Regions from separate parts of the Mus musculus genome. Here regions 1, 2, 4, 5, 6 and 7 are each linked to region 3. The links are chromatin contacts, called in public HiCAR-type and HiChIP or PLAC-seq maps. All regions are on one chromosome and are shown on one strand. The core of a region is the stretch at or near the end of the contact, and the rest is flanking DNA. Distances in the headings are between cores, read along the strand shown.

Region 1 (3,110 bases), core at 81-2,580, 940 kb after region 3:
CAACCTACTTAGGGAGTGAGCAGAACAACCCAATCAATTTAATAAAGCTTAAAGAAACTGTTAAGCAACTAGCTTCTTTTAAACAGAGAGAAATGTAAACTATTACATGACTAATAACACTCCACATTATTAAAATTAAAGAGTGGGGTCCCTAAGGTGTTTTTGTTTGTCTCATCAAGTTGTTCAGGCTGGCCTTGATTGGTGACCCTTTCTCTTCAGCCCGGGATTATAGACATTGTGACACCAAATCAGGAGTTACACTTTTAGGTAAGTTAGAAGCAGCCTTTCTAAGTATCTGTGCAGTTCCTCTTATGGCTATCTTTTAAAACTTATAAAAAAGGTTTCCTCGAACTGTCCAGTATCTGTTACAAAATAGCAATTACTAGTCATCATATTCTTTATACAATGGGAATGACACTAACACAAATCTTATCCTTTCTGGATTTAGCTTCTGAAAGTTAATATGGACCTTCCAAATTTTCAAAACACTGTATTATTTCTTAAATGTTCTGGTGATCAAAAACAAACAAACAAAGAGAGTCTTTACTTAATCTTTACTTAGCGCAAGTAATGTATTCGTGCTAAGAAATCAAACTGAGTGCACAGGGTGGTGCTTCCATAAGGTTTTCCAAAACAATTAGACAACGGATGCCCGCTACGGTTGACTTTGTTCGACATCAAGAGGAAACACGGAAAAAATCAGTTCGTTTCTCCTAAAGGCGAACGGGGTTCAGAAACCATCTTCTCCTCAACAGAATCCTCCTCCCCCAAAGGCCCGGCCGCTTCCAGTCGCTCAGGAACATGAGAAAACTTCTAAGGCCCTGAGGTTAACATCTCGCATTTGAGTTTTAGGAGTGTCCCTAACACCAAGGGCCTGTGTCACTGAGGCATGCACGCCAGCCGCTGTCCTACGGGAGGAAAAGGTCGGGAGGACCGGAGCCCGCGGTCGATTTTATTCCCGGGGATCCTGGCTCTGCGCCCGTCCCTCCCTAACCCTAACCTGACAGGCCCTCGCGCTGCGCCTCCCCCTTCCCTAACCAGAGGTCCCACCTACCACGCCGCAGCGCTCCGTCTCCCGGTTCTGAAGCCTCCAAAACGAACCTAGCTCCCGGGAGCCGAGGCTGCCGTCGCTGCCGCCATATTACAGCTTGTGCGGCAAAATGCGTCAGGGAGGAGGTGTGCGCCCGAGCCGGGAGGGCGGGGGCTGGAGAGGAAGAGCCGCTTCCTTCGCCCCGGGGCTCGGCTGCAAGCCGCCGGGCCACCACGGGGCCCCAGGCCGCGCCGCGGTCCCCGGGGCCACCCCTCCGAGCCCGAGCAGCCCAGAGACCTCGACGGAAAGACGGTTACCTCGGCCCAGAGGCCCGCCGCGGCTCCGCCCCTCGCCCTGAGCCCTTCCCGCTCTCGTCCCCAAGGCCCGCAGAAGACGCCGCCGCGCCGACAGACGCTCTCGCATCCCTCACCTGCCCCGCCGCGGGCTTCTCGTCTCCCGGCCCGGTCCTGGAAAGCGCTTCAAATCTACCGCCGTCAGGAAAGGCGCTAAAGCCCACTAACCGCCTCCCTCCCCCACAGCCCAGGCCAGGCGTGGAGGGAAGGTGTCGCGCCGGAAGTACGTCAGGGATGGGTGCCGGCGACTCCCGGCGTTCCCGGGCTGACGTCAGCATCTTCTCCTTGAGCTTGTAGGGTCTCTTCTGCCTTTTAAAATACGTTCCCGACGGGTCGCTTGATGGTTTCTGAGAGTTGATTGGATCGGTGTGGATCCGTCAGAATGTCACAGCGCTCCCGAAATGATGCGCATCACTTTATAAACAGTGACATCCTCTGTCGAGGTATTTAGAGAGACGTTCTGCCTCCAAGGAACCTTCAGCAAACGCTCAAAAGCTAGTAACAAAGATGAGCTACTTTCGGGACGTGGTAGCGCATGCCTTTAATCCCAGTAGTCGGGGATTAACATTTTATTGAGACCGGGTCTTACTATATACCTTGGCTGCCTTGGAGCTCTCTACGTAGATCAGGCTGACATCAAACTCTTTAAGAGATTACCCTGCCTCTGCCTCTTATCCCAAATGCCTGGTCCTATTTTAATATGGTTGTATTTGTGCCTGTGTGTATATGCACTGTATATCTATAACTGCTTGCAGAGGTCAGAACAGGGTGTCAGATCCTCCCCGTCCCCAAACTGGAGTTAAAAGCATTACGAGACACTCAATATGGGTCTTCCTTCAAGAGCCACAAGTGCTCCTAATGGCTGAGCCATCTCGCCAGCCCTTGGCCATGTGATTTAATTTTCGAGGATGAAATTTGAGACAAAGTGGCATGCTGCTCTAGGCTTTAAGACATTGCCTCTTATTTTCTTCATTTGCCAATATATTCTAATCATCCACAAACAAGGAACTGGCAGGCATTAGAATAACATAATGGAAGGAATTTAGATCCCAGAATAACTACATGGAGCAGAAATGCCTCCTATCGGGCTCATTCACCTAAGATCTTAATTTGTGAGAGAAATCGATCTTTTAAAGCCAGAAACAAACAAAAAGGAATTCCATTGTAAAAATTAAATCTAGGATGCCACACAGTGGCGGTGGACATCTTTGATCCCAGCACTTAGGAGGCAGAGGTAGTCGGATCTCTAAGATTGAGGCTACAGAGACCTACACAGAATTTAGAAGATTGAAGTAAGGCAGAGTGTTGTACAGTTATTTCATCTGGACAGAAATGTTTCCTCCTGGAGGGAAATCAGGATGAAACTCCCAAAACTCACAAGCAAGTTTCAGGAACTCGGGCTGGAGACATAGCAAATTGGAGCTCTTGCTGTGCAACTGCGAGGCCCAGAATTCAGATCCGTACACCCACATAATAAGAGAGGCTTCGTGTGCAAACCTGTAATCCCAGCTCAAAAAAAGTGAATAGAGATAGGTCCCAAGACTCTCTGGCTTCCAGCCTAGCTGAGAACATCCCAGATTTGGGGAGAAAACTTGACTCAAAATGATTAGATAGAGAACAATAGACAAGGCCACACAGTGTCCTCTCTGACGGCAATGCACATGCATTTGAATACACATGTTCAAGCTCACATGCATGGACATAGACATATACAGAGAAATGAACAG
Region 2 (3,200 bases), core at 637-3,136, 840 kb after region 3:
CTTCTCTAGTTCTGAGCACACATGGAATTCTGCAAAAGAGTGCATCCCGATACAGTTATCAATGTCCAGGTGCCTGACCAGAAACTGCTCACACGCCTTCTTTACAGAAAGAAACTGCAGCAGATCCGCTGCTTCAAGAAGGCTCTGTACATTTCTCTTAGTAATTTCAATTTGAGAAGTATATGCATAATTTACAAGGCCTTCCAAAATATCATGGTGGATGCCCGACAGTTTTATTTTACTTTTAAATTTTTCTTTCATGTCAGCTGTGAACATTGCCTTAAAATAATTGCTGCAGGCAGCTAAAACAGCTCGGTGACAATGGAAGATTATGCCTGAAGGACACTGAAGGGTAATATCAGTAAATAGTCCATCCATGTAAAACGTTCTGAATGCATCCAGAAAATCCACTGGATGCGACGAATCCTTGAAATGAAAAATGTAATCTTCTTGTCCTTTTAGAGCCATGCTGCAAAAAATACAAACACGTTTTCAGCTTTGTGTATTAACTCTAATAATTAATGTTAAAAATTCCGATCACCAGACATGGATGGCATCAGGCATATTCCAAAACTAGACTAAAATCAGATGCCCAAACACCATATGCAAAATGCGCTGAACTATTTATACGATGGTCTATTTAAAATCAGATTAACTAAATGAGGATTTTTTTTTTCCAGTTATCCATTTGTTGAGAGATCCTAGCTTACTACCCCCAGCCACCCAGTATCTGCACTGTCCCAGTCTGGCAGTTCCTGAGAGTCCCCAGGCCAAGTGTCCGAGGGGGTCACCCCGCCGCAGCCCGGCCCCAATTCGCCGTTGTTGGTTCTCCCCCTCCCCCCTCGATTTCAATTCACACTGAGATGCCACCAAGATGGAGAGAATCTCAGAAAAGGGATCCCTGCGCTCTGCAGCTTGCTGACAGCACAAGAGCGGCCGGGCCCGAGCTAGCTTCTGCAGCCCGCGCTAGCGCCTGGGCCCGGCCGGCGTTCCCGCCGGGAGAGCGCCCCGCCCCGGGGCCCGGCGCGGGGGTTCGGCTCCCGGGCGTCGCGCGCCGCCGTTGGCCGATGCCCGCGGCCTCTGCCCGGCCGGGTGCGCAGGTGTGGACGGCCCCGCGGCACCCACGCGCCCGCCCTCGCCACTGGGCCCGCACCGCACGGCCATTGTCTGCGCCCCGGCGCGCGTGGGCTGGGGGTGGCGGGGCCTCGTCTCCCGCGCTGCCCGTTCGCCTCTCTGGCCGGCCCCGGGCCGCCGGGCTCCGACCTACCTCGCTGGCGGCGCGGAACGCAGACTCCGGACTAGCGGCCGGCGGGGGCGGGGGCGGGGGCGCCTCCCGACCCTCTGACCATCTTTGGTAGCGCGCGGCGGGGCGCGGCGGAGGCCGCCTGCTAGCGCAGCTCCAGCCCACGAGCCGCTCCGGCTTCGGTGGCCCGCGGCTTCCCGCCTCCGCCCGCAGCCCCCCGCAGCCCGGGCGCCGCAGCGTGGGCTCCCGCAGCAGGTGGGCCGCGTCCACGGTCAGCCCCGCTCCTCTCGCGCGCGCACGCCCATCGCACTGCCTGCTAGGAGAAAGCCGGAGTCCCCAGCCAACGCCGGAGGGGAGTGTGTACCCTTACCTTCTCTGTCCTCTTGCCGGCCCTGGCCCTTGGCGTGCGGGGAGAGAGAAAGTGCCGAGAGAAGAAGGCGAAACTACGGTCTTCTATTAGGGCTGCCTTCAAATGCCACAAGTAGCTGCTTTCCCATAAACTCCATGCTGCCTCCAGCAGAGCGCGCAGGAAGGAGCTTTGGGGCTGCTTAAGCACACTAGGAGTTAACCTGGAAGCTTCCAGGGAAAGTGGGGGTAGCCTAGGTCAAGGCTGAATCCAGGCACCTAAGATTCTCGAGTTACTGTTGTAGAACACAAGCAGCTAAAAGGGGCAAGCTCCAGCCTTCTGGTGATGTCCATTGTGCCACACCAGAAAGTCCACTTTCTTATTGCAACAAAAGCTAGTATCAAATGTTTTTAGCCGCAAGATTTTGAATAACTTCCGAGCACCTCATAAAGTCCGGGAAAAGGTAATTAGGTTTGAAAGATGGTCCATGGCTGTCAGGGAGCTTACTGGAAGGAGGTCGCGGCAAACCAGGACCGGAGAGCTAAGGTTGTTCTTAAAGTAGTGTTGAAAAGAAAAGAGTAAGTAGACAGATACGTAATGGCCATACCTTACATGATGGGAGAACGCTGAAACTCCTAAGCGCCGAAAGCCAAGCCACAACCTGTGTTGAAATTGCACCAGAACAACCAGGAAGCCAACTTGGGTTTCTACCCCCACTTCCTCTTCAGGACCAACCAGGGAAGTATAAATATGCCAAAAAACGATCACTCTGTTTGTAGCCCACCCCCGGCTTTCCCAGCCAATAGCCTCCAATCAGATATCTGGGGTAGCAGAGGTGGAGGCTACTACTCTCCCCTCCCCCTTGCTTTTTCCTCTTCTTTTTCTTCTATTTTTATCCACGCTTCTCATGTCCCTGCTTTGAGCCTCTGGGAAGGACGAGTGATGGTGATTGGCCTTCTTGCCAAGCAAGCTCTGAACAAGTAACATGCTTGTTCTTCTTTGAGTGGGTTTAATTTAATTCCACATCTTAGTGTTGATCCCGGGGGAGTGTTGTGTAGAACTTCACAACCCTCACCCCAGATTTCAGAAATCTTCATTCTGTCCAAGAGCACCAAGTGATTCTTAGAAAACAACCTAAAACAAACAAACAACCAACAAAAACAAAACAAACAAAAACATGATATGGTTTATATCTTAGAGTCTGGTCAACAATTTAATACCACAGCAAGAAAGCAAAAGAGTCTTCGATTGGGGGGCTAAAGTTTACTCTGCCACTTGCCACTTAACATACAGCCTAGAGCAAACTACTAGACACACACGCGTGCGCACACACACACACACACACACACACACAAGCACACACACACAGAAATAATTTTTAAAATGTATTGTGTGCATGTGTGTGTGATCGAAATCGCGCTTGCAACATGTGTGTCTGTAATGTGTGAAGAGCCTGCAGAGACCAGAAGAGCGATACCATTGGATCCCCTAGAACCAGAGTCACAATGACTGTAAGCTGCTATGTAAATTCTGGGGCCCAAATCCTGGTCCTTTGCAATTGCAACAAGTGCTCTGAGCCTCTGAACCACCTCTCCAACATACAGAAAGAAG
Region 3 (3,040 bases), core at 424-2,923:
CTCCCTTGGTTTATACCCTCTATACAATGATTTCATATTTTGTAACATTTGTGCTCCAGATGCAGACTGGTAACTGGGGCTGCCCCTACTATTTCTAAAGCTCAAGGAAGAGAGTAATAACACACCTGTACTAACTATGTGTGCACTCAGAAATCCTCCGAAGCACACCTATGAAGACGACATACTTCAACTGTCTTCCATAGGAATGAGCTCATTAAACTGAAGTTCTGTTGACATGAAGATCCATCTAAGACCCTAAAGACTATTTTTTTTTCCTACTCATTAACACTAATGTGTCTTACTAGGTTTCCCTGGGTGTTTATTATAATAAAAATACTGCAGCTCCCTAAGGGTTCATGGCCACACTCAGAATCTGCAAGTAACAGGATAATACACCTCACATGAGTCAACTCAGAATCAGACCAGATGAAAAAGCATCGCCATTAATTTTCCTACGAACCCGGGATGAAGCAGTTCTTTCTCCTGTGTTTCCTATTAGTGTGGGATTTAGGAGTTTGGTTAGCTGAAGGAAATAGGAAAGTAATATGGCATATGAAGAAACACCCTGGAAAAACAAGGGCTTCAAAAGTCTCTTTTGAGTGGAATGGAGAGACAACCACAATCCCGACAACCAGGTGACCAATCACAGTCCTATCGTTCAGGTATCTGGGCTATTTTAAAACGTTATCTCATTCAGAACATGCGACCCAGGGCAGAAAATGAAGGTAAGCAAGCACACTCTCAGAGAAGATTGTCCCTAAATGGCGATGCAGACTGAGGCCACTCTGTTCACAGCCCATGTTAGCACTCACACAGGTGTCACCACATTCCTGGTTCCACGAGGAAAGGACCGTTCACAGGCGGATGTGTCTTTGACCCCTGGTGTCTGGCGCTGCGTTTCCTCATCAAGCCTGGCTATTTTGGAAACTCTCCTCCGCGGACCTAAACCTCAATCTCCCCGACTATTTCATCTTAGAAAGAAGAACGGAAGTTCCTCTCCTCCAGGAAATGTTGGAGAGATCTGGAAGGGTCAGGAGCGACCCGGAACGGAAAAGTCCTATCAAAAATCAACTAAATTTAAGTCTGTCAAATCTAGCCCGAGGCCGTTCGTGCTCCTTTCCCTGTCCAGGTGGCCCTTGCAAGCATCCAGGGGTAGCCGAGATGAACCGACACCGGTCGTGACATCTCCGCTTAGCCTGTGGCTCCGTCACCCTCCCCGAGAACACAGGTACGGGTTCCGGCTCCTTCTGGAGGCGGCGCCCCTTGCTCTTCCTAACTCTGAAGCTCAGGCCAGTGCGCGGCGAGGCCGTGCGGAGGGCCAGGAGCCAGGGTGGTGGGTCCCGGGCCACGTCGCCGGCAGCCGCGCCCAGGGTGCTCCGCGGACTCGGGCCTGGCCGCCCCGGCGTCCCCCCGGGCCTTACCCGCAAAACGTGGTAGCCCTCGGTGCCGCCGCCCGGGATCTCGACGCTCTGCGAGGAGCCCATGGCGGCGGGCGATCCGTACGACCCGGCCGGCTCAGCGCTGCTCCGCCTCGCGCACCGCCCGCTTGGCGACTCCGCGTAGCTCTTGGGACGTGGCACTTGCAGCAGCCCGAGCCGGGCCGCACAGCCCGCCGGGAGATCGTCGCCCGGCAGCCACGGCCGCTGCCACGCCGCAGACAGCGCCCCCTGACGGGAGCCGGAGGGAACGATCGGAAGAGCGCAGCGGGCGGAGGCAGGGAGCGCGAGAAAGCGGAAAGACAGCCCGGAACGCGACGGCTCGCTACGGGGCCCCGGAGCAGACAAGACTTATCTCGGCGCGTTTCTACCTTCGCAGAAGGGTATTTGGTCGCAGCGCCTCCTGGTGACCAGAGGCCAGAGAGGAAGGGAGCAGATGCCGAGCACGCCTGGCGCTTGCTTTGTTTTAGGTCTTGTTTAATAAGATTGTATACCTGAGGATAGTTCACAGTGCCTTTCTGGGGTTGGAATATCAGGTATTCTCAGCTCACGTTTATAAAGAGCAGTGTTCCCTGAAATAAAAGCGGTTACTGTTTTGTTGTTTTTCTTCTCGTCCTGATAGAACACTACGGAGCTACGCAGGAGCGAGGGGCAGGGGTTGGATTTCCTTGGAATTTTGCCTGTTGCCCCACTGCACCCCTCTCAGTGTTCCCTGCCCCGTCTCCTCCCCATGCTATAGTTTGACTTTCAGTAATGGTGTCCCATCCAGGTGTTGACTGTCTTTGGTGTTTTGCAGTGTGAGCTATTATTAAGGGTTCTGAAGTATTCTAGTCCCAAATGGTTTTTCATAGTTAACCCAACACGCCACCAGTTAGATAGTCTAGTTTAAAGGATAGGTAGAGGAGCAAATGAGTGGTGCTCTAAAGAGCCAGGGGAATACAGTACGGGGACCTTTCTTCCCGACAGCTGACCAGTTCGCCATATGGAATCAGAATCATATGAAATTAAGAAGACTGGACTGAAAGAGATACCCATAGACAAAACTAAGAAATACCAGGAAGAGCTTGCATTGGGATCTGGAGTGAAGCCCAGAGGTTTCATAGTCCCTAGCCTGTGGAGGTGGAGGAACCTTGAAGGGATGGACCTTGTAGAAGGAAGTTGGAGTCTGTCCTTAAAGTAGGGAGTAGAACCCTGCCGCTTACTTTCTCTCTTTGCCTCACAGCTGCCCCGAGATGAACAGCTTTGCCAAAATAATGGAGCCAACAGCTATGGACTGAAACTACAAGCCAAACAAATCTTTCTTTCTCCTTTAAGTCGTTTTTTTGTCATTGACAAAAAGCTAACAGAAGGCCAATCTGAAAAAATTCCTAGGGCTGAAGAGGAAGGAGGCTTACGGGTTAAAAGTGTTGGCTGCTCAGTCATGTCAATGGGAATTCAGATCCCAGCACCGACAATAGACTGTCTATAATGCTTATAGCTTCAGCTCGAAGGGATCTAGCACCCTCTTCCAGCCTCAGTGTAGACACACACACACACACACACACACACACACACACACACAGAGAGAGAGAGAGAGAGAGAGAGAGAGAGAGAGAGAGAGAGAG
Region 4 (3,303 bases), core at 472-2,971, 790 kb before region 3:
ATAAATAGCTAAATAGAAATTCTAAAAATAAGTACAATATACAAGACAATGAGTAGGATTCTCAGTCTTTCTGTCTTTCTTTTCTTCCTTCTTTGTTCCTTCCTTCCTTCCTTTTTTTCTTTCTTTCTCCTCTTATGGAGCAGGGGAACCCCAAACCAAGGCTTATGGGTGCTAACCACTGAGCTATACTCCCTAGGCACAGTTTTCAGAGATACATAGGCAAAAGAATCTACAAATAAAGTGATATACCTAGGACATCCTTTAAAATAATACCATCGTGGGAGGCACTGTGGCTGGGGTGGAGAAGTGAGTGTCTCTACACACATGATTTGTGAGCAGACAATGTGTATGCAGAGTTTGCCGCTCTGTTGTGTGTTTGAAATTTCTCCTATGAAGAACATTTCAAAGGCTAAAAAAAGAAAATCTAATCTTCACATGAACAAGTTGTATTAAATGTACAAGATCATTCAAGTGATGAGAAGTTCTGGGTACACACAGAATGACCAGAGTCATCTTTGCCAAAAACCTCTAAGATATGTAGCACTATATTTTGAGTGCTTTGGAAAATATGGGCATTTCATAAAAACTGAATATTTTATTTCACAAAGCCGTGAATCGTGTATGTCATTCTCTGTATGTATTATATTAGATACACATATACACACAAATATAACTACACAAATATATGAGTATCTGATTTCACAAAGGGGGGGCTGTATTGAGCTAAACTGGGCTGGTGAGATGGTTCAGTGGGTAAAGCCTGAACCAAGCCTCATGGTCTGAAAAACAGATAATGGGAGAACTCCCACAAGTTCTCCTATGACCCTGTGACCTTTGTATGCACACCTTGGCACCTGTTTGAGCATACACCAGACAAACAAATATATGTAATTTTAATGTCCTACAACTTGCTTTTTCCAAATATTCCAAATAATATATTTTTGTGGACACCATTCCATGTCAACGTCAAACTTTTTTACACACCCTTAGATACACACAAATAAGTTGGTATCTGACTTCACAAAAGGGGATTGTATTAAGTTAAGCTGGACTGGTGAGATGGCTCGGAAGGTATATAATACGTGCTGAGTATTGCTCTGAAAATATTTACCTCCTAAAACCGTTCCTATGTGCCTGGCACTTAAATTGTATCTAAAGTCGTTGGTGTTCCTTTTTTTTTTTTTCGTCCTTCTTGAACCTATTTTTGAGTTCTTGCTAGCAAAGAATCCGAACCTAGTACTAATTCAACAACGATTCGCCGGAAACGCATCTGTTTGGAATGCCCCTGACATCGTTAGCTCTCCTAAGTCATCATGACTGTCATCACCTTTTACAAGTTTCTCAAAAAGGCATGCCAATCCAACAGCTCTAAACCGAGTGTTCCGGCGCATTTCACCGTCGTCGCTGGTAGATACGTCTGCAACACTAACCACACAAGTAAAGAGAGGGAAGAAAACTTCAGGTAACGACCCACAAATCTCAAGAACTAAGCACTCAAGCAACATGGTAAGAAGAGGACAAACGTGTGTCTGTTTCTGCAGCGTGCCAACGTGTATGGTATACGCGGGTCCGACTGAAAGTACGCACGTGCGTACCAAGCCCACGCGCGGACGTGTCTCTGGGCGCGTAGCCCTGGAGCGGTCGTATGCCGATCGCTTACCTCCACGGACGAGCAGGGGGACGCCGATGGGCGCCGCCATGTTGGCTCCGGTCACGTGGCCAAGAGAGCCTCGCAGCTCCGCCCACTGGAGTAGCCGCGCTCTCAAAGCCCAGAAGCGCTGAAGCAGTGGGAGGCGAGTGCGCGCGCGCGCGTGAGCTGGCTTGCAGGAGCCCGGGCTAGCGAGTGCCTCTGGTGTCGAGGCCAGCAGCTCCGTCTGCGGCCAGCTCGCTTCCACCAGGAGAGGCTGGCTCCGGCCGCAGTTCTCTCTCTGAGCTTCCAGACCCATCAGGGATGGAAGAAAGTCGTCATGTAAGTGTAGCCTCCAGTATTTATAGAATCACCATTTTGGTGCATGGATACGTGAAGTTGGGCGAGAGGAAAAAAAAAACAAACAAACAAACACAATTTAGTGTGCAACAAAGCACTTTCATCGCCTTTCATTCGGTTACAAATCATTTCCAGGCAACTAGTTGAAAAAGTTGGATCAGTTTGATCAGCTTCCCTTTGCAATGTTAGAATATTAATTACTCAGCAGAGACTCCAGAATAGAATAGTTGGGACACCTATGTGGCCCTGTGGGTATCTTCACAGGATTTCTCCTTCCCTGATGACACTTCCTGCTTGGCAGTATTAACTGCTGTTATCCCTAAATTAGATATTTAAAGAATGACGCATGTCAGCTTGCATAGCCCCTATGTCAAGGCAAGTGAGGCAGCCGCTGTACCTTCGATGATACTGTTGCCCGATTTCACCAGGTTCTGTGCCTCTTGCCCTTGTTTTGCGGTGGAGTCCAGACGCTCATGGACCAGGTGTTATCCATCTTGGTAGCTTCCTGTGCTCAACACAGACCATGATACCCCAAGATGTGTATGGTGAAAGAACCCAAACTGTAGTGTAGCAGTTTCTGGACTTTGAATGCAGTCGAGATCGATAAGGATTCCTTGTGAATATGTGGATGTCTTCTCATTGATTTTAAAGAATCCACATGCGGGCTGGAGAGATGGCTCGGCGGTTAAGAACACTTAGGACTCTTCCTGAGTTCAATTCCCAGCAACCACATGGTGGCTCACAACCATCTTTAATAGAACCTGATGCCCTCCTCTTGTGTGTCTGAAGATAGCTACACTGTACTACATATATAAAATAAAAAATAAAAGAGTCCACATGCTCAACTGGCACACCTTTAACCTCAGGAGGCAGAGTTCAACTCATCACAAACCTCAAATCGGAGAACACTTAATCCAAGGGTATTCTTTTTGTTTGAGAATATCATACACACATAGAATGTGTTTTTGTCTAATACACTCCCAGCACCACCACGCGCCCCCATCCTTCTCCTCCAACTCCTGCTCATCCCTTCCACCACATTTCCCTTTCAACTTCATGTGCTTTTATTTTAACACACTGAGTCCATCTACTGCCAGTATGCACATGAATGTAGGGCCATCTACTGGAGCACGGGGATCCTTTCAGGGGCAGAAACCCTGGAGAAAACTGACCACCCTCATCCCCTCAGTAGCTCTGTCAATTGTCAGCTATGAATGGGACTTTGTGTCCTTGTCCCAATCTATGTTGAGATCTCGGCTAGCTAGGTCTTGTGCGTGTAGTGACAGCCATTATGAATCCATGTGTGCCTTGGTCCT
Region 5 (3,174 bases), core at 223-2,722, 890 kb before region 3:
TTAGGCAGTTGTTGTAACAAGTTCTTTCAGTGACATGTTATGTCTTTAGGAAGGGATGCTTCAGATGGCGCGCACTAGCACAATTTTGTGGCTTTTAATTACTATTTTGTTCTTTTGGGGGGTTTCAGAGGCTGGCGCCTGGGCGTGATTAGACTGTCTACCAGGCCTGTAACAACCTCCTACACTGTCCACCAGGTGGCGCCACAAAGCAGGCGCTACCGCAATCTTCAAACTTGAGAGTCCATCACTGCGCTGAGTCCATCCATCACCCTTCTTTTGAAAATCCCAACCACCAGAGAGGGGAACTCATCACTTGGAAAAGAAAGAAAGAAAGAAAGAAAGAAAGAAAGAAAGAAAGAAAGAAAGAAAGAAAGAAAGAAAGAAAGAAAGAAAGAAAGAAAGAAAGAAAGAGAGAGAGAGAGAGAGAGAGAGGAAGGAAGGAAGGAAGAAAGAAAGAAAGAAAGAAAGAAAGAAAGAAAGAAAGAAAGAAAGAAAGAAAGAAAGAAAGAAAGAAGAAAAATAAAAATAAAGAAAGAAACCTAGAGAAAGAAATTACAACAGTGGAGTAAGATCCTAGAACACGAAAATGTAAAATAAAGTAGACAAAATAAAACTTCTTATATTTATTGTTTATATCAAGAAAACGTGTGATAATGAATCTTGATAAATCTCTAATATTACTTCAGTATCTCTTTTTTTTTTTCATTCCCCTTTTCATAAAAACACCAATGCAAACGACTTTGAAGGCTGTCTAGTCTGGCCTACCTTTCCCAAGGAGGGAACCTCAGAATCAGTTTCCAGCTAGTGGCTCAGATGTGCGTCATTACTAGAGACCTTTATGTGTATGAGGAAAAGTGATTTCAAATACATTACTAGTAATAATACCTTTGGGCTTATAGAGCTCTTCTCTCAAGCAAAAAGGAAAAACGTTAAACATTATCCAATTAATTGTCGTAATATCTCTGTGGGTAGTTTGGGAAGCATAGGTTATTATACGCGGTTTATGGATAATTTAAATCAATTGCCCGTCAGGTGCAAAGTGGCTGACAAGAGTAGTGCGAGCCAGGCACCTCGAGGAAAAGTATCTGGAGAAAAAGGAGACAGAGCTGGCTCGGCCCTCTTCCTGGCTTTATTTGATTAAGGCGAAGTTGGACAAGAGATGTAAATCGTTAGACTTGGCTCTTGAAAGCAGAGTAAGGTGGGAGACCCCATTTCTTTCCCGGAGCCTTATGTCCTGTTGCGGGCCATCCCGCACCCTATCCAGCTCCAGATCGGGTACCCACTTTCTGCAGTGCTTGTACACGCACCCACCGCGGCCGCCTTGCCCGCCACGTGACACGCGGGTCCCGGGGCCGCCCGGTCGCGGACTCCCGGCGCCCCGCGGCTCATTCCTTCTGATTGGCTGTTGCTAGGTGACGTTGCCCGCGGTCACGTGATAAGTGTTAAATGCCCACCCTGCAGGAGCCTGCCCGGCAGACAATCGTAAAGCTGCTCGGGGGTCGCTCACCTGCTCCCGCCTCCTGGAGCCCCTACCGGGTCTGACCGCTCTTGCCCCCTCCATTGCCCGCCCCCCGCCCGAGCCGGGCCAGGAGCCGAGAGGTCCGAGAGGCCCGGGAAGGATGCGGCCAGCAGCTGCGGTCCCGAGCCACGCACGGTGATCGCCTCCTCCAGGGGAGGAGGCGCCTAGACCGTAGCCTCATTTCTTGTTTTCCTCTCCCTCCCCCTCCCCGTAATTACATTGGTTGCTGGAAGGGACCCGGAGAGATAGACAGAGGAGGCGCCTCGCATCCCCCTCTCGCCCGCCACCCGTGCTCTTTCCTGTCCCGGGTCAGGATGACTGGAGTCTTTGACAGTCTGGTGGCTGATATGCACTCGACCCAGATCACCGCCTCCAGCACGTACCACCAGCACCAGCAGCCCCCGAGCGGTGCGGGCGCCGGCCCTGGCGGCAACAGCAACAGCAGCAGCAGCAACAGCAGCCTGCACAAGCCCCAGGAGTCGCCAACCCTCCCGGTGTCCACGGCTACGGACAGCAGCTACTACACCAACCAGCAGCACCCGGCGGGCGGCGGCGGCGGGGGGGCCTCGCCCTACGCGCACATGGGCTCCTACCAGTACCACGCCAGCGGCCTCAACAATGTCTCCTACTCCGCCAAAAGCAGCTACGACCTGGGCTACACCGCCGCGTACACCTCCTACGCGCCCTACGGCACCAGTTCGTCTCCGGTCAACAACGAGCCGGGTAAGCATCGCAAGCATCTAGGGTGCCCAAGTCACGGGGAGGGACCGGGTAAGCATGGGGTGGGGGGCAGTCCGGAGCTCTAGCCTTGCACTCTGTGCATCTCTTGCTCCCGCCCTGAACTCTGCCCAATCTCCAACTGCACGCGAATCGCAGTTTCTGCCTCTCCACGCTCCGGGGGACAGAGTCGGTGGGCGGTTGGGCCAGTTGGCATGCTGTGGGTAGCGCATAGCTTTGCTGCCCGCCTCTTCTTTCTCTCTTGCACAGCTCCCCCGGGTCCCTTGCAGGGTTCCGTGGCCAGGCCAGTCGGCGCGTGCTGAAGTTGGGAAGGCCTCCTCAAGTCTCTAAAGGCCTCCGCTCCGAACTTTAGGACCGCGGGGTTGGACGGTGGGTGCTCACCACTCACTTTTCGTTGCAGACAAGGAAGACCTTGAGCCTGAAATCCGAATAGTGAACGGGAAGCCAAAGAAAGTCCGGAAACCACGCACCATCTACTCCAGTTTCCAGCTGGCGGCCCTTCAACGACGCTTCCAGAAGACCCAGTATCTGGCCCTGCCAGAGCGAGCCGAGCTGGCGGCGTCCCTGGGCCTCACCCAAACTCAGGTGAGCAAGGTGGGAGATGGCCTGCTTTCTCTAGGAAGCGGGCACGTCCGGAACAACTTTTCAAAAGTATATTTTCACCTGTGCTTTTTTATTCCGGGCAAAGTAAACTTCTAGGCCCAATGCTTAAAACAAACAAACAAACAAAATAAGAAATTTTTTTCAAAGGGGGCAGCCGCATGGGAGGAAAGAAAATGACCCGGGTGGACAGAAATCCCACACTACAACGCCTTTCCACTCGCTGCTGCTAAAGCGGGTTCCATAACTGACCTGACACCGCACTACCCAGAACCTTGGTCACATACTTAGAGCTCATCCATCAGCATTTTGAGATC
Region 6 (3,504 bases), core at 787-3,286, 870 kb before region 3:
TTGTTCCAGTTGTTCAGGCACGTGTGACCTCAGAACCTCCAAACAAAACGTCTGGGGAAATCCTTCCAGTTCCCTGCCTGGTCAGAAGACCAGGTAGCCTGCAGGTCAGAGAGTAGGGTCCGAGCTAGGGCAAACAGTTTGAGGGAGGAAGAGGAGACGCTGAAAGTCAGAGGTGGATACACACACACACACACACACACACACACACACACGGGTTGGGGGGCGGACTGTGACACCTAGAACCAGAGGCCCAGCGAACAAAAAATGTGAAGCCTGGGGCTGGAGCCCAGCTCCCGAGGCTTGTTTGGCAGAGCGGCCAGGTACCTGCGTCTGTGTGAGTCCCAAGGAGGCCGCCAGCTCCGCCCTCTCAGGCAGAGCTAAGTACTGAGTTTGTTGGAACCTCCGGTTCAAAGCCTGCAACTGCAAACTGGAATAAATTGTCCTGGGTTTACGGATCTTTTTCCCTTTGCCGTTAAAGCGCACCTCGCCGCCTTCCACCACCGTACTCTTCTCGGAGTCCGCCCCTGGAGGGACAACAGAAGCAGAGACCCTTGTTAATGCTGCACTGCCTTTAGTGAGGAGGGACGAGAATGAATGTCTATGGATGGGTTGGCAGAAGTAGGGTCCGGAAAAGAACGTTCAAGAAACCCTGAAAGACTGCGAAGGTCCCTCAAGGTCCGAGCGCACGTCCCTGGCTGCTGCAGACAGAATTGGGTCGTTCCCAAGAGCGCAGCTATTGCCTTTGCAGAGAAAGTTTGCTATTTTTTGCAGGCGGTAGTTGAGGTTTAATTACCCTTAATTGCATACATTGTTTATAGCGCTACGCAATAAATAATTACCGAGACTAATACGTGCACATGTGGGTTTCTGTTTTCCAGCAGGGCATTGTGTGCTCGGCGCACCGAGCGGCCCAGAGGCCCAGCCAGTGCCAGGAGACGCGCTCGGATTTATCCTTTGCTGGACAGTTGTAAATTGAATTGACTTATAATTTTTTTCTTTTCAGTGACAAGGATCCACAGATTGATATCCGAAACCTCTACTACTTCCGCGCTTTCCCCACCCCCACCCACCTCTCTACCCCACACTCTCTTGTCTTTTCTCTTTCCCCCTCCCCTTCTCCCCCTCTCTCCTATTCTCCTTCCCTTCTCTCCTTGTCCCTGGCAAGCGCACGTACCTGGGTCCTCCAGGCGGCTCTGGGCGAGGCTGGCGCTGCCGGGGTAGGACTGCACGGAACTGATGTAGGGGCTGGACGCGTGGCTGCTGACCGAGTTGACGTAGGGGTAGCCCAGCGGTCGGGAGAAGGATGAGGCCGAACTGTAGGCACCGTCGGGCTGCGAATGGCCCGCCGAGTGTAAACAGTGCATGGAGTAGTGCCCGTGGGACATGGGAGAAGGAGACATTTGCTGGTTGGGCGGCCCAAACTCCATAAACACAGCCTTGCCCGACACGGGGCTGTTGAGACTTTCTGGCATGGTGGTCATGGTCATCTCTTCTCGCGGGGTCTGGGTGTGGGTCTTTCTCTCCTCTGCTTCCCTTTTGGGGGTCTCTATGTTTCTCAGGACAGGAAGGAACCCAATTTAAGCGGAACAGGGGTTTTCACTTTCCATTCATAAGAAAATGGAGTTTGTCTCTTTGAAAAGTCTAAGCATGATGCTGCCGAGCTCCCCAAACTCGGTTCAAAGCTTTGACTCAGCCAAGGTCATAAATATTCATGAGCTGGTGGAGCTGATTGGTCGGCTCTCTTGCATAATCACCGGGGATTGGTCCGAGAAGCTCGGGCTCGGCTGGACTAGAGCGGGCGACGCGGCCCGGCCTGGGGAGAATCCGGTCCACACGTCCCGGCCGGGGCTCCTCTGCAACAGAGCGCGCGGAGCGGGACGCACAATGGGCTGCGGCGTCCGCGCAGGAACCTCGAAGGCGCGCGACTCCAGCCTCCCGCCTCCCTCGCGCGCTTCCCGCCCCAGAAACCAACCAGCCGCGCCCTGCCGTCGCCCTCCCCCTTGCTGTCCCCACCCTTCGCCCGCCCCCAACGCCTGGGACCCCGGACCACTTCTTCTTGAGGTCACCTAGTCCGGTGCGGAGCGCCGCTCCAGAGTCCGGCCGCGGTCTCTGGATCGCGGAGTCGCGCACTGGGCGACAACCCAGGTAGCCTGCAGCCAGCGGTCCTTCTGAGCGTCTTGTGCCTAGCTCAGCGCGCTCCAGGCCGCGCCTCCCAGGTTGGGGTTCTCTCGGCCACATCCCGGGGATCTGGGTTTGGGGGCCCTCTGGCCCAACTCACTCACTCGGCCGCCGCCCCGCCGTTGCCACCGTTCCCAGGGGCTTGCTCGCATCTCTCCAGGCCCAGCTGGCCACTCCAGCTCGAGGCTGCACGGGTCTGATCAAAGCAGTGCGCGTGGAGAGCCAGGAACCCACGCTTCTCCACCCAGGAAAGGCGGCCGCACCGCCTCCCCCCTCCTTTCCCTCCCAACCTTCCTGCCTCCCCCTCCCCTCTCCACTCCCCCTGAGCCACGAGCCCCGGGCTCACTCGCCCCGAGGGCGCGGCTCAGCGTGGAGTCCTGAGGGCCCGCAGTCGCCTGGTGGCTGGTGCATCGAACTCCTGCCAGGTGGTCATTTTCCGACCTCCTGGGGTCTGGCCAGAGTACTTGGGGTTTGGGAGTCCTAGGGAGACACCGACACCCTCAGCAAATCCTGATCAGTGGTAGGCTTGAATATTTGTGTTTAGATATGCCCCTCTCTGTCGCCCGATCTCTTCCTCACCTCCAGTGGCCAAAGCTGGAGCCTCCGGGCCCGGGGGTGAGGTGGGGAAGCTGGTGAAGGAAAGAGCTGCCAAAGCGCGCTGTCTACCATCTGGGTGCAAGTGTTGAAAAGTGCACAAAAGATTCTCTCGCACTCCACCCCCCCACTACTACCACACACCACCTCGCGTGGCGCAAACTACGCTGGTTGCTAGGGACTGTTGGTTCCCAATCCCGCCAGCCCCACGATGAATCCCAAATTACTTTGTTAGGTAATTAGAAAGTGTTGATAATTATTTCTTTCATAATTTAGCGGTGTGACGGGGACCGGGGGAAATGATCTTGTGAAAGTTCACACGTGCACACGTATTAGTTACTGATTCATTTGATTAAATGGTAGTCTCAAGTGCTCAGATCCGCAGCTGAAGGCGCCCCATTAGCATAACACTGATGTTTAATTTTCATACGCATAATTAGCCATATATTTAACACTAATAGCAACATGCAGCCTTTCAGCGTTAAACAGCCCGGGGATTTGATCTGGCCTGAGCTGAACCTGCGCCGCGGCACCTTCCCCTATCTGGAGTGCACAGTGATCACAGGGAGACCTCTGTAATCAAGCACATTTTGGCAGAGGGAACACCAATAAAAATGAACATTCAAAACAAATTACATCGGTGATGTCGTTACAGATATGAGTACAGGGGATTCATTCTCATTCTCTCTCTCTCTCTCTCTCTCTCTCTCTCTCTCTCTCTCTCTCTCTCTC
Region 7 (3,443 bases), core at 860-3,359, 930 kb before region 3:
ACCCTAGTGAGGTTATCCTGCCTGTTTGGACAGCCCTGAGACTACGTAGTAAGAAAGAGACAGATATTTGGTACAATTGAATCTAATATGAACATTTTCAAACTAAGTATAAACGAAATACCGATCCTCTGATGGCAGACCAGACACCCACAGCTGCCACAATCCAACGAAAGACAGCAGCGAGCTTTCTTGGATGGCTGGAGACAGAAGTTGCCAGTCATCCTGTGAGATTAGTGTGGATTCCTGTGTAGCTACGGCTAGAAGGGAGGCCATCACAGCCTTGTAATTTTCTCAGACATTTGCCAAACCCTCAACAATGAGCCACCTCTATGGTTAACCACAGCAAGGACCATGCGGGAAGTAGTGGGACCAGATTCCGGCTCTGACTCAGCCTTGAGGGAATGTTTCTCCCTCTAGGAAATCCCTAATGACACAGTAGCTCTGCTGCATCTTCCATCGGTGGCCAACGGCTGACACACCTCGGAGCCACTGGTCTCTGGCCGTAGAAAGGACAATGGGAATGGTGCCTTGTAAAATGCTATGAAATCCTCCGGAATAGATTTGTCCACAGCCATATAGTAGATCATTGTGCAGAACGAAGGCCCTCTATCTACAATGTCCAGGGAAACCCTCTGCAATATGGTACCAGTGCAAAAAAGGCAAGCTACAGAGCATACAGTCCGATCTTACATGTTTAATGAAAATATACATGCCTAATTGCAAGTACATGGAAGTCTCTGGAATGAGCTAAAAGACGCTGTCATGTCTAGGGATAGGAGTTTTATTTGTGCCTGATTTCCTTCTGTGCTACTTTTACAACTTCAAAGGCATTTAAAATTCTTCCAGTTTATGTGATGGTCAAGGCTAAGAAAAAATCATGATAACTATAGCATCTCTGTGCTAAGCAAATGAAATGAAAACCACCCCCAAGCTTAGCTCTCTCTAGGCTAACGCCTTTCTTTATTAGTAAGGAACTCCAGTCGGTCCTACTACAGTGTTACTTAAAAATAAGATTGTTATTCTGGCCCAGAATTGTTCCAGTCTAAAAGAACTGCAGGGACAACAACAGAGAAGAGACTGAGGGAAAGGCACTCGAGTAAATGGCCCAACTTGGGATCCATTTCAAGGGAAGGCCCCCAAGGCCTGATACTATTACTGATGCTATGGTGTGCTTACAGACAAGAAGCCTAGCATGGCTGCCCTCTCAGAAGTCCAAAAGGCAGCTGAGACAGATGCAGATACTTACACCCAACCAATGGACAGAAGACAAGGAACCCCTGTGGTTGAATTAGGGAAAAGCTGGAAGGTGAGAAGGGTGACCCCATAGGAAGACCAGCAGTCTCAACTGACCTGGCCCCCTGGGATCTCTCAGATACTGAGCCACCAATCAAGCAGCAAACACCAGCTGGTCGGAGGTCCTGACACATATACAGCAGAGAGCTGCCTGGTCTGGCCTCAGTGGGAGAAGACGCTCCTAACCCTCAAGAGACTTGAGGCCCCAGGGTGTGGAAAAGCCTGGCAGGGGACAGTTGGGGAGAGGGGGATATTCTCTTGGAGACTGGAGGGAGGAGGAATGGGGTGGGGCACTGAGGGTGGGGGGAACAGGGAAGAGTACCATGGCTGGACTATTTTAAAAAGTAATAAAAAATAAGGTTTTTTATTATTTTAAATTATGTTCATGTATTTATGTAGGTGTGTTCAGGTGCCCATAGAGGCCAAAGGTGGAATTCTAGAGTTCTGAGCTTCCTGGCATGGCTGGGATGCCTTTGAATGTGTTGTTGGGTGGAGAGTGGCTTCTGTCTCTAACCAGGTTCTTGTCCTTCTTCAAGGGTGGAGTGGACAGACAGTAAAGGGTACTAAGAGGAGATACTTTACTGAAAATGAGTAAGGCATCTTAAGTCAGATTGCCGCGGGAGCTTTAAATAAACCAAATTTGAATTCTCCGTAGCAGAAGGACGCCATTACGATGCTAAAATGTTACAGCTAAACTGTAAACAGTAAACTGGGGTCCTCTGAACAGCTGCCTCTCTGCCTCGCTCTATCATGCTCATTTTCTGTTCCGTGGACTTCACAGTGAACAAATAGTAATAAAGGTCAGACATGGTGACTCGTGCTCAAAGTCCCAGCACGGAAGAGATGGGCGTGAGAGGGTCGGGCACTCGGGCTCAGCCTCAGCTACATCTAAGTAAGTCAATCTGAAACACATGTCTCAAGAACAAAGATAAAACAAAACTAACGGTATGTATGTGTACAAATTAGATGCATGGAAGGAGACATACACAAGGCTAAATGCTGAACAAGTACAGCTAACCACTCTTAACACTCAGAAACCTAACAATCCCTCCGCTCATTGTCTGGAAACAGCAACCCTCCTCGGTATGGGATGGTTTCTATCAAAGTATCCACCTCCAGGCTGCCAAAGAGCAGGCCCTACCCTGCCTGACCCTCTGCAGATGGAAAGAGCTTCAGGCATCAAACTCAGGGAGGACAAGACTCTCTGATAGACAGGAAACTCAAGCCTAGAGGAAAGGGAGATACAGAGAAAAACAAAACCCCTATTGTCAAGCTTCTGACAGCCACAGGGGATATGGGGGGGAGTGGGGGGAGACGCGATGACAAAAAAAAAAAGCCACCAAAAAACAATCAACAACCAGAAATGATGCTGACTTTCTTTCTTTATTTTTTGTTTTGTTTGTTTGTTTGTTTTGTTTTGTTTTTCGAGACAGGGTTTCTCTGTGTAGCCCTGGCTGTCCTGGAACCCACTCTGTAGACCAGGCTGGCCTCGAACTCAGAAATCCACCTGCCTCTGCCTCCCGAGTGCTGGGATTAAAGGCGTGCGCCACCACCACCGGTTTGATGCTAACTTTCAACAGCTCTCCCCTAATTGGATGGATATGAGAGATTCAACCAATCAGGGCCCAGCTGGTCAATCTCAGCACCTCGCTGCTCACTTTCCCCACAAAGCTCCAAGGAGAAGGAAGACACCTTGTATTAGTTACTTCGGTGCTGCTGGGATAAAACATCATCACCAAAGCAACTTCTAGAGGAAAAAAACGTTTATTTGGGCTTTCGGTTCCAGAGGGATCGGAGTCCACAAATGTGGAGGCATGAGTGAAATGGAGGCGTAATAGTCTGAACAGGAAGGAAAAGCTCACATCTTCAAACCCAAGCAGGAAGCGGGGAAAGCTAACTAGAAACGACAGAGGATTTTAAACTCTCAAAAACTGCTTCCGTGCCACCTAAACCTTCTCAAAAAGCGCCACCAACTAGGGACCTGGAGTTCACACAGACTTCATTCAGACTACCCCACACAAGACTTTAGAGCTGTATCCCAGCTCTGGCTTGGAGGCTTTCAGAGAAAACTCCTAGACTCACAAGGGGAGGGAAGACAGGGGAGACCGCTGGCTGCTCTAAGGCCCTGCAAGTGCTATAAGCTTCTCAGA

What was found. HiCAR-type assays count read pairs that join an accessible place to other places. HiChIP or PLAC-seq counts read pairs in DNA pulled down with a chosen protein or histone mark.
Region 1: a HiCAR-type map of astrocytes shows a contact between it and region 3, with 3 times the contacts expected there. The contact joins the promoter of Ppig here to the promoter of Gorasp2 in region 3. A contact is called at or near these places in 3 of 39 promoter capture datasets (the C10 cell line, erythroid cells and liver), 5 of 484 Hi-C or Micro-C datasets (CD4 T cells, cardiomyocytes, erythroblasts and 2 more), 3 of 115 datasets of contacts at active chromatin or transcription factors (astrocytes, embryonic stem cells and pancreatic cancer cells) and 1 of 9 other capture datasets (adipose tissue).
Region 2: a FOXA1 HiChIP or PLAC-seq map of pancreatic cancer cells shows a contact between it and region 3. The contact joins the promoter of Klhl23 here to the promoter of Gorasp2 in region 3. A contact is called at or near these places in 6 of 39 promoter capture datasets (the 3T3-L1 cell line, the HPC-7 cell line, embryonic stem cells and 3 more), 1 of 484 Hi-C or Micro-C datasets (embryonic stem cells) and 1 of 115 datasets of contacts at active chromatin or transcription factors (pancreatic cancer cells).
Region 4: an H3K4me3 HiChIP or PLAC-seq map of pro-B cells shows a contact between it and region 3, with 3 times the contacts expected there. The contact joins the promoter of Metap1d here to the promoter of Gorasp2 in region 3. A contact is called at or near these places in 2 of 39 promoter capture datasets (cranial neural crest and pre-B cells) and 4 of 115 datasets of contacts at active chromatin or transcription factors (extraembryonic endoderm stem cells, large pre-B cells, pro-B cells and 1 more).
Region 5: an H3K4me3 HiChIP or PLAC-seq map of embryonic forebrain shows a contact between it and region 3, with 5 times the contacts expected there. The contact joins the promoter of Dlx2 here to the promoter of Gorasp2 in region 3. A contact is called at or near these places in 3 of 39 promoter capture datasets (hippocampal neurons, pre-B cells and stem cell-derived epiblast-like cells), 8 of 115 datasets of contacts at active chromatin or transcription factors (embryonic forebrain, embryonic limb bud, epiblast stem cells and 5 more) and 2 of 9 other capture datasets (adipose tissue and liver).
Region 6: an HNF4G HiChIP or PLAC-seq map of pancreatic cancer cells shows a contact between it and region 3. The contact joins the promoter of Dlx1 here to the promoter of Gorasp2 in region 3. A contact is called at or near these places in 3 of 39 promoter capture datasets (the C10 cell line, pre-B cells and stem cell-derived epiblast-like cells), 1 of 115 datasets of contacts at active chromatin or transcription factors (pancreatic cancer cells) and 2 of 9 other capture datasets (adipose tissue and liver).
Region 7: a FOXA1 HiChIP or PLAC-seq map of pancreatic cancer cells shows a contact between it and region 3. The contact joins the enhancer-like site here to the promoter of Gorasp2 in region 3. A contact is called at or near these places in 4 of 39 promoter capture datasets (3T3-L1-derived adipocytes, hippocampal neurons, neutrophils and 1 more) and 3 of 115 datasets of contacts at active chromatin or transcription factors (large pre-B cells, pancreatic cancer cells and pro-B cells).

The regions. Positions count from the first base shown.
Region 1 is chr2:69,721,308-69,724,417 of GRCm38.p6, reverse strand. Ppig (peptidyl-prolyl isomerase G (cyclophilin G)) reads right to left here and starts at 1,330. Exons shown (of 14, transcript NM_001081086.1): 1 at 1,055-1,330.
Region 2 is chr2:69,821,056-69,824,255 of GRCm38.p6, reverse strand. It overlaps Klhl23 (kelch-like 23), which reads right to left and starts at 1,886. Exons shown (of 4, transcript NM_177784.4): 1 at 1,614-1,886; 2 at 1-469. The coding sequence starts at 468.
Region 3 is chr2:70,660,142-70,663,181 of GRCm38.p6, reverse strand. Gorasp2 (golgi reassembly stacking protein 2) reads right to left here and starts at 1,673. Exons shown (of 10, transcript NM_027352.4): 1 at 1,422-1,673. The coding sequence starts at 1,484.
Region 4 is chr2:71,451,756-71,455,058 of GRCm38.p6, reverse strand. Metap1d (methionyl aminopeptidase type 1D (mitochondrial)) reads right to left here and starts at 1,721. Exons shown (of 10, transcript NM_025633.3): 1 at 1,661-1,721. The coding sequence starts at 1,700.
Region 5 is chr2:71,545,052-71,548,225 of GRCm38.p6, reverse strand. Dlx2 (distal-less homeobox 2) reads left to right here and starts at 1,472. Exons shown (of 3, transcript NM_010054.2): 1 at 1,472-2,242; 2 at 2,658-2,842. The coding sequence starts at 1,834.
Region 6 is chr2:71,527,977-71,531,480 of GRCm38.p6, reverse strand. Dlx1 (distal-less homeobox 1) reads right to left here and starts at 2,036. Exons shown (of 3, transcript NM_010053.2): 1 at 1,175-2,036; 2 at 325-524. The coding sequence starts at 1,487. It also overlaps Dlx1as.
Region 7 is chr2:71,586,152-71,589,594 of GRCm38.p6, reverse strand. No RefSeq gene overlaps it. Among named protein-coding and RNA genes, the nearest start is that of Gm36857, 3.5 kb to the left of the region's middle. Within about 2 kb of position 2,109, at least 1 of the 459 cell types and tissues checked has an H3K27ac peak or open chromatin away from gene starts, as enhancers often do. A contact at or near this core is called in pancreatic cancer cells, where this site is marked.